Regions from separate parts of the Gossypium arboreum genome. Here region 2 is linked to region 1. The links are chromatin contacts, called in public Hi-C maps. All regions are on one chromosome and are shown on one strand. The core of a region is the stretch at or near the end of the contact, and the rest is flanking DNA. Distances in the headings are between cores, read along the strand shown. Region 1 has its middle 40 kb from the start of LOC108484737. Region 2 holds the start of LOC108486226 (DExH-box ATP-dependent RNA helicase DExH9).

Evidence for each region. Hi-C and Micro-C count contacts between places; a contact is called where the count stands out from the background.
Region 2: a contact with region 1 is called in a Hi-C map of leaf, with 2.5 times the contacts expected there. The contact joins the promoter of LOC108486226 here to the enhancer-like site in region 1. A contact is called at or near these places in 2 of 5 Hi-C or Micro-C datasets (both in leaf).

What each region holds. Positions count from the first base shown.
Region 1 is chr6:15,127,546-15,134,791 of ASM2569848v2, reverse strand. No RefSeq gene overlaps it. Among protein-coding and RNA genes, the nearest start is that of LOC108484737, 40 kb to the right of the region's middle. Within about 2 kb of position 3,416, at least 2 of the 2 cell types and tissues checked have an H3K27ac peak or open chromatin away from gene starts, as enhancers often do. A contact at or near this core is called in leaf, where this site is marked.
Region 2 is chr6:15,363,857-15,371,625 of ASM2569848v2, reverse strand. LOC108486226 (DExH-box ATP-dependent RNA helicase DExH9) reads right to left here and starts at 2,659. Exons shown (of 14, transcript XM_017790148.2): 1 at 1,918-2,659; 2 at 1,636-1,836; 3 at 1,328-1,546; 4 at 165-503. The coding sequence starts at 2,190.

The DNA of each region.
Region 1 (7,246 bases), core at 2,167-4,666:
GCACGGGGAACCCAAGGCTTAAATACGACATCCATATGGATGCGTTCCCCTTCAAAAAGGGTTGGCCCTTGGGTGGTAAGACTTCCATAGAGTACACAGTAGCATTTTCTACATGAACATCTATGTCCATCATAACCATAGAGTAGTCCTTAAACTTATGCGATGACATATTGTCACATGAAAGCCTAAGGCTACTCCTCCTAAATGGGATGGGCCCGGGCATAGGACCGAAATCAAGATGCAACATGAAAGACAATTATAGCCGCCCTACTACAGTAGAGTCAACATACAAATTAATCGATATCATCGATAAAAGAATAACCAAACACATTGGCATACAAATCAAAATAAGATAAGTAAATGAAATGAACAAATAAATCAATATTTAACACATATTCAACAATTTAAAATGACATTAGACAATTAAATAAATGAATATACGAATAAATAAATCTAATATGTATAAATACTAAGAAACCTAACTCTTAAACTTAAGTAAGTCGACTCATTAACCTCCCTAGTAGAGTCACCAAGCTATCATAATTTTGCCTACATAAAGGTACTGGGGCCTAGTAAGCAATGCTAGACACGGAGGGCCTAAATTTACATAGAGTCGCCACTAACCAATTAGGGCTAGGTTGATTAGCCACTTATCGTCTAAAAGTCTAGAATTAATACTACGAAAAATCCTAAAAGTCTAAACTTGATCTCATGATAGTTCGGGAGTATGGTTACGTGTGGGGAAGGTTATAGCATCCCCACAACACCTATTCGGGGATAGTCCTACAGGGTCTTAGGAGCTAGATTTTTTTATTTAAACATAGTAATGTTTTAATCTAGGCTTAAATCTTATGGAAATCTTAAATAAAACTCTAAAAAAAAAGGCCTCCGGTTTACTTGTAGCTCGATTAAGATGTGTTCACCAAACTTGTCTAATTTGAAACTTAAATTAGAGGTTTTTACTTTTAACAGAAACCCTAAAGGATACCTAAATAATTCTAGTAAAATACCTTTCATTCCTAAAATTAATTCTATTTTAAAATTCTAAAAACCCTAGAAATTACCAATGAATTAAGAGAAATATTAAAATACATTTACAACTTATTCGATCTTTTATTTTTATTATTATTTAAAATATTTAATTAATATCGTTGAACCTATCAAGATCTTACGAAAGTATTCTATGTCGGGTTTATGATTTATCTTACTTTAAAATTCTGATCTAAGATTTAAATTCGTCAAAATTCTAAAATAATAAATCTTAAATAACATTTTAGCTTTCTTAAAAAGTTTCTAAAATAAAATACTTAGAAAGACCTACTCATGATTTACAATTCACCTACAAAAATCTTTAGTTTTAATCTTGAATAAAGTCCTAAAAATATTTGCATATTAACTTAAGATTCTAATCCTATACGATATTTAAAATTAATTTAAAACCCTAAAAAATATCTTACATATTATTTAAAATTTTTCTAAGGTAAATGGTAGGTAAGATCTTAAGGCTAACCAAATTTAAATGTAAAAACCTTATGGTTTTATTAAAATATAACACCTACTTAACTAACTTCATGTCAACAATTATAGGATGGAAAAATGACCTAAAATTCCCTCTTTTAAAATGAATAGTAATAAAATAGGAAAATTAATGAAATTGGCTAAAGTTAATAAAAGTTAAATCTCTTCCAAAATGACAATAATAAAAAAATTAAATAAATAAAATAAATAAGACATTAACATGATGGTTATAATAATAATAATAACAATAATACACATTATTCCTAATACAATAAAAGAATCAAAGTAACATAAATAAATAATATTAAAATGTGTAAAAAATATAAATAGACATGAAAATAAATAAAACTAAATAAGAATAAATAAAATTACACAAGTGTGAATAAATATAAAACATTAAAATAAAGTGCATAATTAACATTAAATATATAATGTATAAATGCAAGTGATAAGGAAGATATAAGTGTAAATTATTTATTAAAGATAGAAACAAAATGACATAGCTTGATTTTAGGACTAAAAGATAAAAAAATGCGGAAGACAGATGACTGATGTAGCAATTAATTTGCTTTTAATTTTTAAATTTCAGATTGAATCGAAAGTTTAAATAAATAAAAGGGTTACAGGTGTAAATAGGTCAGAAAGCGAAGGTGCTGCTATAGAAAACGAAGTATTTTTTGTAAATTTAAAAAGTAAGGGGGTAGAAATAAATTACACATTTTTGGCACCTATAAATGAAAAAAAAAACCTCTTCCTCTTTCTCTTCCAACTTCTATGTTGGCCGTGGCTCCACCATCGGAGAGTCGTTGGGCTCTCCGGCCTCCGGTGGTGCAGCCGCCATATACGGTGGCCAGAATTTTTATTTTTATTTTTTGCAAAGTCAAAGTTTTATTTAGAAAAAAATAATTAATTTTCTAAAAATCAAAACCTTATTTCGCAATAATTAAAAAAATCAAAACTTTGTTTTAAAATTTTAAACTTTCCTCTAAAATGACTTAAAAAATATATTTTTATTTTTCAAAATCTAAACTTTCTCCTTTTTTATTAAAAAATACTATTTTTCTTAAAGATTAAAGCTTTTATTTTGAAGTAGTTGAAAAAATCAAAACTTTATTTTAAAATTTTAAACTTTCCTGTAAAATAACTAAAAAACATATTTTTATTTTTCAAAATCTAAACTTTCTCTTTTAAAAAAACACTATTTTTCTTAAAGATTAGCTTTTACCTTGAAATAGTTGAAAAAATCAAAACTTTGTTTTAAAAATTTAAAATTTCATTTAAAATAACTAAAAAATACAGATTTTTATTTATTAAAATCTAAACTTTCTCTTTGTAAAAAAAATCAAAACTTTTCCCAAAATTAGGCCTTTTTTTTAAATTTAAAAAAAAAGAAAGAAAGAAACCTTTCTTTTAGAAAGGGGAGAGAAAAACGAGGTTTTTGAGGGCTCCTAGGGACGGAGGACCAACTATCCGGTGACGTCCCATTCATTGGAATCCAAAATCCGATCCCTCATGACATGCCTATGTCAAAAAAAAATAGAAGAAAAGAAAAAAAAATAGAATGCTTGAAGTTGTTGTGTTTTTCTTTTTTTACCTTTCCTTTTAAGACAAAAATAATGAAAAGCCTCATTTTTTTTCATTTCATTTCATGTTTATATATTATTTTTTAATCTTGCTTATTTTTAAAAAATGTTAATAATAATAATATTTACTAATAATAATAGTTGTAATAGTGATGATAATAATAATTTGGACCTTTGATAGGTCAAAAAAGAAAGAAAATAAAAAGAAAATAAAAAATAAAAATCTCAAATCTAAAATCAGGTAGGCTTTGAACGGCCTAAGAAAAAATAAAATTTTAAATGGGGCCCTAATCGGGCTTGGACAAAAATGGGTGTCTACAGTCTTGGAAATGCTATGGTAACCAGGAGCCAACTCCTAATTTACATAGTACCAAAACCCCACCGCCCCCCCTTAAGGCCCTCTCTCAGTCTGAAATGGGTGATAGAAGGAAAAAATGGACTCTATTTTTGGTGTGCTTCGAAGTATACTCCAGGACACAAGTGTGTCAAATCCCAATTATACCAATTGGTGATCGAGTCTTCAAACGAACCATCCATTGAGTTAATCAGTCCTTTTTTAGAGGATTTCCAAGACTGCCCTGAAAAATTGGACACCTTAGAAGGTGAAGTTGACTCTACGGCACCAGTAGTATCCTTACATGCTCTCAACGGATCTCAGGGTCCTAACACCATGCGTTTAGCAGCTTGTATTAGACAGATGGAAGTTATTATTCTTGTTGACTCGGGGAGCATGCACAATTTTATCGATTCTCGAATGGTCAAGAGGTTGTATCTTCCAGTGGAACCTTCTTGTAAACTCAAAGTCATGGTTGCTAATGGGATCCATTTAGCAACTCAAGGTATCTGTCGATCTGTGGTTTGGGAGGCACAAGGGTCTACATTTTCCACTGACTTCATGGTTTTATGTATCAAAGGGTGTGATTTAGTTCTTAGAATTCACTGGCTTTTATCCCTAGGATCGATTGTATAGAATTTCTTTTGTCTCTGACAATGAAGTTCAAGCATTCACAACAGACATTTGGTCTTCAAGGAATTCTTCTTGGCTAGCTTCACTTGATATTGTGCACTCAATTTTCCATGTGTTTCAGTTTGCTAGGCCAAGGCCGTAGTCCTATGTTACTTGCTATTACTGCTCAAGCTGCGTTGTCCTTACCATCTTAGTCTTTGCATTAGGACATTGTGTTGATTTTAGTTGAATTTGATGATGTTTTCAAGTTCCTAAGGGACTTCCTGCTGTTCGAATTCAGGACCATAGAATTCCCTTGCATTATGAGTCTTAGGTGATCAAGGTTAAACCCTAAAGGTACCCTGCAGTTCAAAAAAATGAGATCAAAAGACTTTTCCAAAAAATGTAGTAAGCTGGAATCGTGAGGGATAGCAACAGTTCATTTGCTTCACCCATTGTTATGGTATAAAAAAATGGAAGTTGGTGTTTATGTGTGGATTATAGACAGCTTAATCAGCTAACTGTAAAGGACAAATTTCAAATTCTTGTTATTGAGGAGTTACTTGATGAACTGGGGCAAGCTTCTTATTTTTCCAAATTGGATTTCTGTTTGGGCAATCACCAAATTTGCATGTGGGAGGATGACATTCATAAGACTGCGTTTCACACTCATGAGGGTTACTATGAATTCTTAGTCGTGCCATTTGGCTTGACAAACGCACCCTCTAGCTTTTATCCCTAATAAACAGTGTTTTTAAGCCCTTATTGAGGAAGTTAATATTAGTTTTTTTATGAAATTTTGGTTTATTCAACCAATTGGATTAAGCATTTGTGGCATTTGAAGGAAGTTTTGAGCATCCTGAGGCAACACCAGCTATTTGCTAAGAAAGGCAAATGTTCCTTTGGTACTACTCAGGTGGAATACTTGGGACATATCATTTCTGCAGGAGCAGTTTAAATGGATCTTACAAAAATTAAAGGAGTTCTTCAATGGCCTTCTCCAACTTCAGTCAAGGATCCATGGGGTTTTTTTGGGCCTATCAGGAAATTATAGAAGATTTTTAAGACATTATGGAGTCATAGCCAAACCGTTAACATGTTTGCTAAAGAATGAGGTACTTTGGCAGTGGTCTGATAATGCTGAGACATCTTTTGATTAGCTCAAAGCAGCAATCACCCAAGCACCGGTTTTGATCCTCCCAAATTTTGATGAGGAATTCTATGTTAAAGCAGATGCCTGTGGTCAGGGGATAGGGTTTGTCTTACAACAAAAGAGTCATCCTATTGCCTATTCCAGTAAAGGGTTAGGCAACAAGCCTTGTCTATTTATGACAGGGAGATGCTGGCAGTCTTGCTACCTTGCAAAAAGTGGCATCCTCATTTGATAGGGAGGCATTTTCACAATAAAATCGATCACTACAGCTTGAGGTTTCGCTCGGACAGGCAGGCCATAACCCTTTATCAGCAAAAGTGGGTGGCTAAAATGCTTGACTATGACTACACCATATCTTACAGACAAGGAGGACAGAACGTGGTAGCTGAGGCACTTTCATGACGCGACCATTCCCATGAAGGTCAAATGTTCCAATGCATTACAAGTGTTTCCTGGTCTGAGACTTGGGGTTAAATTTTGGATGCTGGTTTCACTGACACTCGGTTGCAGCAGATTTGTTTGGACTTATAGTAGGCCCCTCAACTCCACTCCAAATAGTCATGGGATGGGAAAATTTTGCGAAGGAAGGGCAAAGCAGTGATAGGGAACAATTTGGAACTCAGAAAGAAGATATTTGATATGTTCCATAGTGAAGTTGTTGGAGGACACTTTGGGGTCAATGCCACCAAACATAGAATTTCAAGTCTGTTATATGGGAAGGGCCTCTCAAAGGATGTAAAGTAGTGGGAACGAGAATGTGGGGTTTGTCAGAGATATAAGTATGATTCATTAGCATATCCAGGTTTGCTTTAGCCTCTCCCTATTCTTGATCGAGCATGGGCTGCATTCAGCTTAGATTTTGAAGGACTGCCTGTATCTAAGGGAAAACACACTATCCTTGTTGTGATGGATAGACTCACCAAATATGGACATTTTTTAGCAATGTCTCACCTTTTTACTGCTATTATTGTGGCTCAATTATATTTGGACCAAATATACATGTTTCATGAAGTCCCTAAATGTCTCAAATATGATCGTGATAAAATTTTCATCAGCTCCTTCTGGCAAGCCTTATTCAAACACCTAGGGGTTAAGCTACACTTTTCCACTGCGTATCACCCCTAGACCGATGGTCAAACGAAGGTGTTAAATCGGTGCTTAGAAGGGTACTTGAGGTGTATGTCAGGGGAATGGCCCTTCGAACGGGTTTTATGGCTACCATTAGCAGAATAGTGGTATAATACTACCTTTCAGACGACTATCCAACACACCCCTTATGAGGCTTTCTATAGCCAGGAACCCCCCATCACATATCTTATTTAGCTGTTTCTTCTTTGATGACTACTGTTAATCGGGGGTTACAACATCGTGAGGCAACTAGACACATGATGAGATTTCATTTGCAAAGAGCTCAGCGAAGCAGTTGGCTGATAAGAGGCAATCAGAGTGGGAGTTTCAGGTGGGTGACTTAGTTTACTTGAAATTCCAACCTTACCGTCAACATTCAATCAGAAAATGGGGTAATAAGAAAGTATCTTATCATTATTTTGGACCTTATCCACTTGCAGCTAAGAGAGGAAAGGTAGCATACAAATTAAGTCTGCCTACGGATGCTCGGATTCACTCTACTTTTCACGTATCCCAACTTAAGAAACACATTGGGTCTGCTCCTTGTTCCCCTACATTACCTCCTGTAGATGTTGAAAGAAAGTTCCTTAAGTTACCAGTTTGCATTTTGGATCGTAGGATGGTGAAAAAAGGAAATCATGCGGCTAAAGAAGTGTTAGTTGAATGGTCAAACACCTTCCCTGAGGATTCCACTTGGAAACGTCTAAATGAGCTACAGAAGAAATTTCCATCATTTGATCCTTGAGGTCAAGGATCGTGCTCGGGAAGGGACTACTTGATGTGGGAGAAACGTTCACTGCTTTTATAATTATGTTATTGTGTTTAGTTTTAAACGTTGGTTTTAATGAAAACGGTGCATGTAAGGGAAGGTATTCAACTAAGTGCCGAAAATGGGGAGTTTAGCAATATTAGTGATAC
Region 2 (7,769 bases), core at 1,410-3,909, 240 kb before region 1:
CATTATATCTAGCACAATGTTGAGCAAGGATTCTTTTTAAAACATACTAATATAGTTGGGGATCTTTTGGGTTGTAAGAGGAAAGAAGACATGCCATCCACCCATTTCTTCCCTATACCAACAATATACATATTAAAATAACAAAAGGTTCTTTTGAGACCCACCTGCATTGCAAGAAATTCACATTCCCTTTTGCTAAAGCTAAAAATTATTACAGGATCGTACTGTCGCTGAATGATCATTTTCACCAACTTGAAGATGTCACTTTGTTCACTAACTTTTCCCATCACTAACCCATTTTGTGATTTACCATTATTTCTTTTCTTGTCACTTTCACTTGTAGGAACTAATGCATTTAACGCTTTCTGAAAGCTATCCTCCCGAAATTTTCCTTTCTCATCTACCACCAAAAACAGACCATCACCTCTAGCAGGGAAAATATAATGCTGAAGAGGGGTTGGCCTATAATCGGTGTAAACTATGTGGCATGGTTGTTTGTGGACCTGCAACCACAGAATCAATAAGCAGACATATTTAAACAATTAAACAAGTTATAAAGTTAATGATCTATAGAACCACCTAGTGATGAAATCTATGTGCTTGATCCCAAAAGCATCCTACTCAAAAACAAAGAAGTTTATAATGTCCTCAAGATTCATAATCACTTTCTAGATACAAAATCCATTCACAAAAATCAAAAGCAGGGATCATTAGGGTTAGGACTAGTATTTCACACAGGAATGTTTCAAAGGAAATGAAAACACAAAGTTAATATGCTTCTGATATATTTTCTTAAATCTTTACTAAAAGTTGCAAAAAAGCAGGGTTGAGAAAAAACATATCACCCATAAACAAGCTTAAAACCGCTCTTAAAAGACTAAAGCAAACAAACCAGTCTACAGGGTCTATGCTGGCAGGACCTTACCAACTCAAAGATCAAAATAGTAGAATCAAGGTTGACCAATGGAAAGACTAAATATGTCACAGGCAACTAACATCAATCATGTTAACTATAATAATTTTTTTTAAAATAATGTTTTAATAATAAGATTTAAAATCAAGAATTTCAGATTTGTGCTGGGTTGTTTTATGTAGTTTATTTTTTACTGTTCTCCTCATAGTTCCTCAAAGAAAACTTTCCTACTTTCTATTTATGGAGGGAAAAAGATAAACAAAACACCAAGCTTGTACATGTTACAAATATACCCTACTAAGAGAAATGAAAATAAGTTTGCTGCTATTCAAAAAAGATAAGCTGGCTAAAGAGCATTGATTAATTATATTCAAGTTGAAAGTTGGTGAATAAATTAAAGCAAACATTAACCACCTTGGCCACCCAATCAGCAAATTCCTTCGCATTAGGTACAGTTGCTGAAAGAAATACAAATCGAGAGTTCTTCGGTGCCATAACAATACTCTCTTCCCAGACAACACCTCTCTCGCGATCACGCATGTAATGCACTTCATCAAAAACAACCCATGCCACCTCACGAACAATCTCGGACCCTTTATACTGCATACTTCGCCAGATTTCCGTGGTCATCACCTGAAAATCAAACAGTTGGGAACATATGAAAAAATCAAATACTAAAGGAGAAAACGTAATATGAGACGGATAGCAAGTAAAGTACCAACCAAACAAGAAGCATTAGGGTCAATTGTAACATCTCCAGTCATCAAACCGACATCGGAAAACTCCTCTTTAAACTCCCTATACTTCTGATTGCTGAGAGCCTTAATAGGTGAAGTATATATAACACGCTGATTATTCCGCAAAGACATAGCAATAGCATATAAAGCTACTACAGTTTTGCCTGCTGATGTATGTGCCGATACCTGTATTGAAACTAGCATTTCACTTTCTCTACTTTCTTTGTTGTGTCAGAAAAGAACAAGAAAAACAAAAGAATGTCTTACAAGGACAGATTCGTCACGATTGAGGCAGTTAATAGCTTCAGACTGAAAGGGATCAAGCGTGAAAGGAAACTCCTTGGCAGGTTTAGAGTCAGCTGGAAATTGTAAAGAGGAAGCAGAAGGAACATAACCTTCAGGATATGAAACATCATGGACACATCCGACGGCTTCCTCCGCCAACGGTGAGACGTCTTCACCGTGATGTTTCTTCTTCTGCGGCGGCGGAGGAGACTCAGAGGATATACCCTCATCTGACTTCCTCTTCAAGGATTCCATTTACTTATCTTCTTCAGGACTTCTTAGGAAGAGAGGGAAAGAAAAGATTCTATCCAGCGGCAGCGGCGGCAACTTAGGGGAAAACCAAACAAACTCAAACACGAATAAAAAGAGAAAGAAAAGACCGAGCGAGTAAGTCTTTTAAATTACACAATAATTTAGGCAATCGAAAAACACATCCGAGCTATGTTTCACATTTTAAACATCCCAACTTAATAAACAATAGCTTATATTATATGGCAATAGGGTTGTATAATTTTTTTTAAATTTCCTTATTTCGGTAATGGATTGTTTAACGTGGTATTTTCTTTTTTTTTTTTACTAAAGTTAGAAATCTCTATGAACTTTTTCAAAAACAACTAAAATTCAACACTTATTTCTCAACTTCATTAATCCCAGCTTTGTGAACTCTTGATAGATTTTTCGATAGAACATAATAGCTTTGTATCACATTTTCAAGCTCATTTTCGAGTTTACCGATCTCTCTTTCGGGTTCCTATTAAGACAGTGGTTGATTTTGTTTAAGTTTATACCTTTTTGTTGCCTTATTAGGCTCTTCTTTTTATGGTTTAACAAGCTCTTTTTCGAGTTTCGGTGACAACGAAGGTCGCTTTAGTTTAAATTTATAACTTTCTATATCACCTTTTTAAGCTCTTCTTCTTCAAGTTTCTCCTTTTTGTTACCAATTTTCAATTCTGATAACAATCATTTTCGTCAAAGATTATAACCTTCTCTCACTTTTTCTTTTTTGAATTTCGATAATGATGATGGTGGTGACCAGTTTAGATTCATATAGAACTCCAAAAGATTATCAAAATCTTCCCCAAAAGTTGTAAAGCTCTCCTATATAAAAAGTTAGGCATGGAGAACGGAAGCAAATAAACCCAAAAAAATATTGTTTTGGACTAATTATTGAAATGTCTCTAATTTTAGTCAAAAATAAAAACAAATGCAACATTATCAATTCATTAGTGGATTAAAAGAATTTTTAACGACTGTGACCAATTCGAGCAATTATCGTAATTAGAGTGACCAAATTGATAAGAAAAATTAGAGTGACCAAAATAAGAACGACGTTGTTTTAGAGTGACTTGCGATGTAGTTTATTCTAAAAATATCTAATCATATTAAAAAAATTACACATTAATTTTTGTAACATTACTATGTAAAGATTAGTTTTTTTAGTATACTAGAAGAATAATATATTCGTAAAAGATAGCAAAAAGGGTTTTGAAGAGAATGGAAAAGATTAAGAAAAAATAGAGAGTTAGGGTTTTACAAGAGAGAGAAATAATGGAGTCTATTTGTTTATTAAATTGTGTTGATAAAAAATATCAATAAGGGTGGAGAAGGTAGGGGTGGTGAGGAGGTCGATTCACCTTTACAAGGTGTAGAGCCAGAAAGTAGTAGAATAAAAAAGGGGGTGAGGGCCTATTATGATAGGGGGTTTTAGAATGAAGAAAAGAGTACCCCTTTTCTATTTTGTGCCTTGGGGTATTTATAGATGGGTGGCTTCTGGTCACTTCTTTATTACCACATGCCCAAGCTGGGTTAAAGGTATATGTAACGACTCGAGTTTTACTGGTGTTGAAAAACACAATTTTAGAACCTCATTTTCGTAAACTATAACACCCCTAACCCCTTTCTATTACGGATTAAGGTTACAAGCATTACTATACAATTAGAACATTTATAATTAATTTCATTCAAAAATCATAAACATAACTTAAACCATTCTTACATACACATATTGTCTATAAATCTAGCCCTCGGAGCCTTAAAAATACTTTAGAAACAAATCGAGACCAATTTGAAATCATTTAGAAAGCTTTGGAAAAATTCACAAAAATTGAAAACAGAGTTCACACGGCCATGTGCCCACACGGCTGAGACACACGTCTGTGTCTCAGGCTGTGTAACCTTTAAACTAGAGACATACGGTCGTGTCCCAGCTCGTGTCCTTACCCGTGTAACTCACTGAGTAGGGTCACACGGCCGTGTCACACGCTTGTGTGTCAGGTTGTGTAACTCTCGAAATAGCTTTACACGCCCATGTGCCAGGCCGTGTGCTGGGCCATGTAACTAACTGACTTGCACCTTAAGCATTCAAAAGGTGACACACAGCCGTGTTGCTAAGCCGTGTGTCTCACACAGTCGATTCACACACCCCTGTCTCTGGCTGTGTGGACCTAATATGTACCTTAAACAACAAGTTTACCATTTCAAGCTTAGTTGGGCCTTAAGCAATTCAAATACCAATCATTTAACCTATTCAAAATACAATTAAACATACTTAAAACATGCCAAAACAATCATCCTAAGTGCCTAGCCAATGTACCCTCATTGGTACCACATTTTATATTATCAAAAACACATCAACAATGCATCATCCAAATCAAAGTTTAAAGTATGCTAAGATCGCTCAATTTAGCCTAACATAAAGCTACTTAAGACATCAAGCTTTAAGTTTCATACACAAATCAAGCCTTTGGTCAAAACACATACTAACATTTAGCTTCAAACATAAACATATACTTATAACTCAATTTACATCACATTCGCAAAACAACTAACAACCAAAGACATCCTAGATACATGCCATTACAAAATTAAACATCACCACACTTGAGATCGGGGTTGTTGTTGGACGCTGAGTCCATGATCAAAAGAGAGTACCTAACCTGCGCACGGAAAACAAAATTGCACATTGAGTAAAATTCAGTGATATTTCTATAATCCGAATACTTTAAGACATGATATGATACATGAATGCTCAAATTGAATTATATCATCATACTACTATCTAAACATACAATTAAAATATATCACCATTTCAATTTCATGCATTTCATCACATTATTTCATGCTATACTCAATTTTCACAAGTATTCACCTTTAGTTGGTTTGAACATATATCTTAATTCACATAACTTGCTATATGAGTAGCTTTGCATATATCAGTCAACAATTTACTTATATTATGGCATAAACCAATCCACATTAAGCAACTTCACTTATTCGAATAACCATAAGTATATCTAAAGCATTTGAATTTATTTCACAACTTTAATAATCTAACTCAAGAATATATCATATCTTCTAATGAATAAATGTATATACATAAGTAAATATAAGCTTCTTTAGTAATACTTATAACCATCCTTCTTAGATAATTCATAACACCTTGCTGTATAGTCCAGTTGGTACACGGCACCCGGTGCCTAGCGGATAGTCCGCGAAAGAGTTTGCGCCCAGTGTTAGTCAGATAAACCGATAAATGTGTGCCTAGGACTAATCAGATAAGTTGATAGAAGTTGCGCCCAGTGCTAGTCGGATAAACTGACAAAATAATTATTGAGCCCAGCTTTAGTTGGATAAACCAATGATATTTGCGTCCAACGCTAGTTGGATAAACCGATGAAATAATTAGTGAGCCCAGCTCTAGTTGGATAAACTAACGATATTTACACCTAGCGCTAGTCGGATAAACTAACGAATGTGTGCCCAGCACTAGTTAGATAAACTGACGAAGTTGCATCCAGCGCTAGTTGAACAAATTGACGATGTCAATTACTCATTTACAAGTCCATAATTTTACTTTTCATAACTCAATATCACATTTCATAATTTAATAACACTTCCACTCCAGTTATCTACTAATCACATATTAATTTATTCCATAATGTCACATTCCATAAACCTCCATTCAATTGGATTAACAAATACTTTAAGGATATAATAAGACATCAAGTAGTAACTAAGTTAGATAAAATAATTTATAAAGCTTGAGTTCGGGGACTACAAACTTACCTAAAATTGAAGAAGATTATTCCTCAACCTTCTCTTTTCCCTAAGTTACAATCAATCTACTCGTTTCAAGATCAAAACATAATAAATTAATTTATTAACTAATTCAAACACCATATCAAGTTCAAATTCAAACCATTCTACCATTTAATTACATTTTTACTTATTTACACACAACATTTATACTCAATACAATTAAATCCTCAATTATAAATCATATTATTTAATTAAAACCAAGAAAATCTCATTTCAACTAATTATTCCACAAGGTCCAAAACAACTCATACTTTCAAGTAATTCACAATTTAACCCTTGAATTTACCATTTCCATAATTAAGCCCCTAAACTTTAAGATCATCAAGAATCATTTAACAAAAATATCTATTTAATTACCAAACTTAATATCCAACAAAATAACACCAAGAACTTAATTTCCCTACAATGACAATATTCACAAACTTCACTAAATCTAAAAATTTGAACATGGGCACATTAACTCATGAGATTAAGACTTCAAAAACATAAATTTCATATAAAAATAACCAAAATTTACTAACCAAATTAGACATGCAACATTAGCTATTGGCCGTGCATGACTTCTTCCCCTTTCATTTTGTTTCAAAAAGAAGAACATTAAAAGAAAATATGATTGGCTTTCTTCTATCCACTGACTAATATCTAACATCATCATCATCATCATCATTATTATTATTATTATTATTATTATTATTATAACATAATTATAATTTAAGTGTTATAATAACTTAACATATAATACTTATAGTATTACTATAACCTTCCACTATCACATACCTATATAAATAATGGCTTATTTACTTAATAAGCCCTTTAACTTAAATCCACTTTATAATTTAGTATTAATTCCTACTTTTATCACTTATTTGATTTAGTCTCTGTACTCAAATTACACACTAATTCAACAAAATTATCTAACTATGTAATATCCCGTTTTCAGTGAAATCGGAACAGTGGTTTTGGGACCCCAAATCCGAATTCAGAAAAAATTATTATTATTATTATTATTATTATTATTATTATTATTATATGGTCTATGGTATGATAGAAATATCATATAAAAATTTTGTTAAGAAATTTTACCTTTTACATACCTAATTTGATGAAAAGGACTAAATTGCATTAAGTGTAAAAGTTGAGTTCTAATAGCTAAAGGTATTAAATAGCTATAGAATTTTCAATTGGAGGTCCTTATATAGTAAATAGACCATTAAAATGCTTAGTGGTTAAGCATGAATAATCATCATTGGAAATTTCATGAAACATTACGGTTAATTTTGGAAATTATCAATTAAAGTGATATTAAATAATAATAAAAAAATCTATTATCATCATCTACCACCAAATAAAAAGAAAGAGAAGAAAACCTAGCCATGAAAGCTTGAGATATTAGCAAGCTTATTTTGCTCAATTAGGTATGTATCCTTATCTCGTTTTTAATGATTTCTATGTTTTCGAGATCGTAATAGCTTAATCTAGCTAACTCGAGGATTAACTTGCAAAACCATTAAAGTATTAGGGTTTTTCCATTGATGATTATGCTTGAATTTTGAAGTTTTATGATAGAAAATGAAAAGTTGTTATTAGATAAATAACTTTTGTAAAGAGAATTTTGATGAAATTATCAATTAGGGATTAAATTGAAAAGATGATAAATTTATGGTAAAATTTTGAAATTTTGAATTATATGCGCTACTATTAATATGAATAAAAATTTACTAGGTTTGAATAAGGAT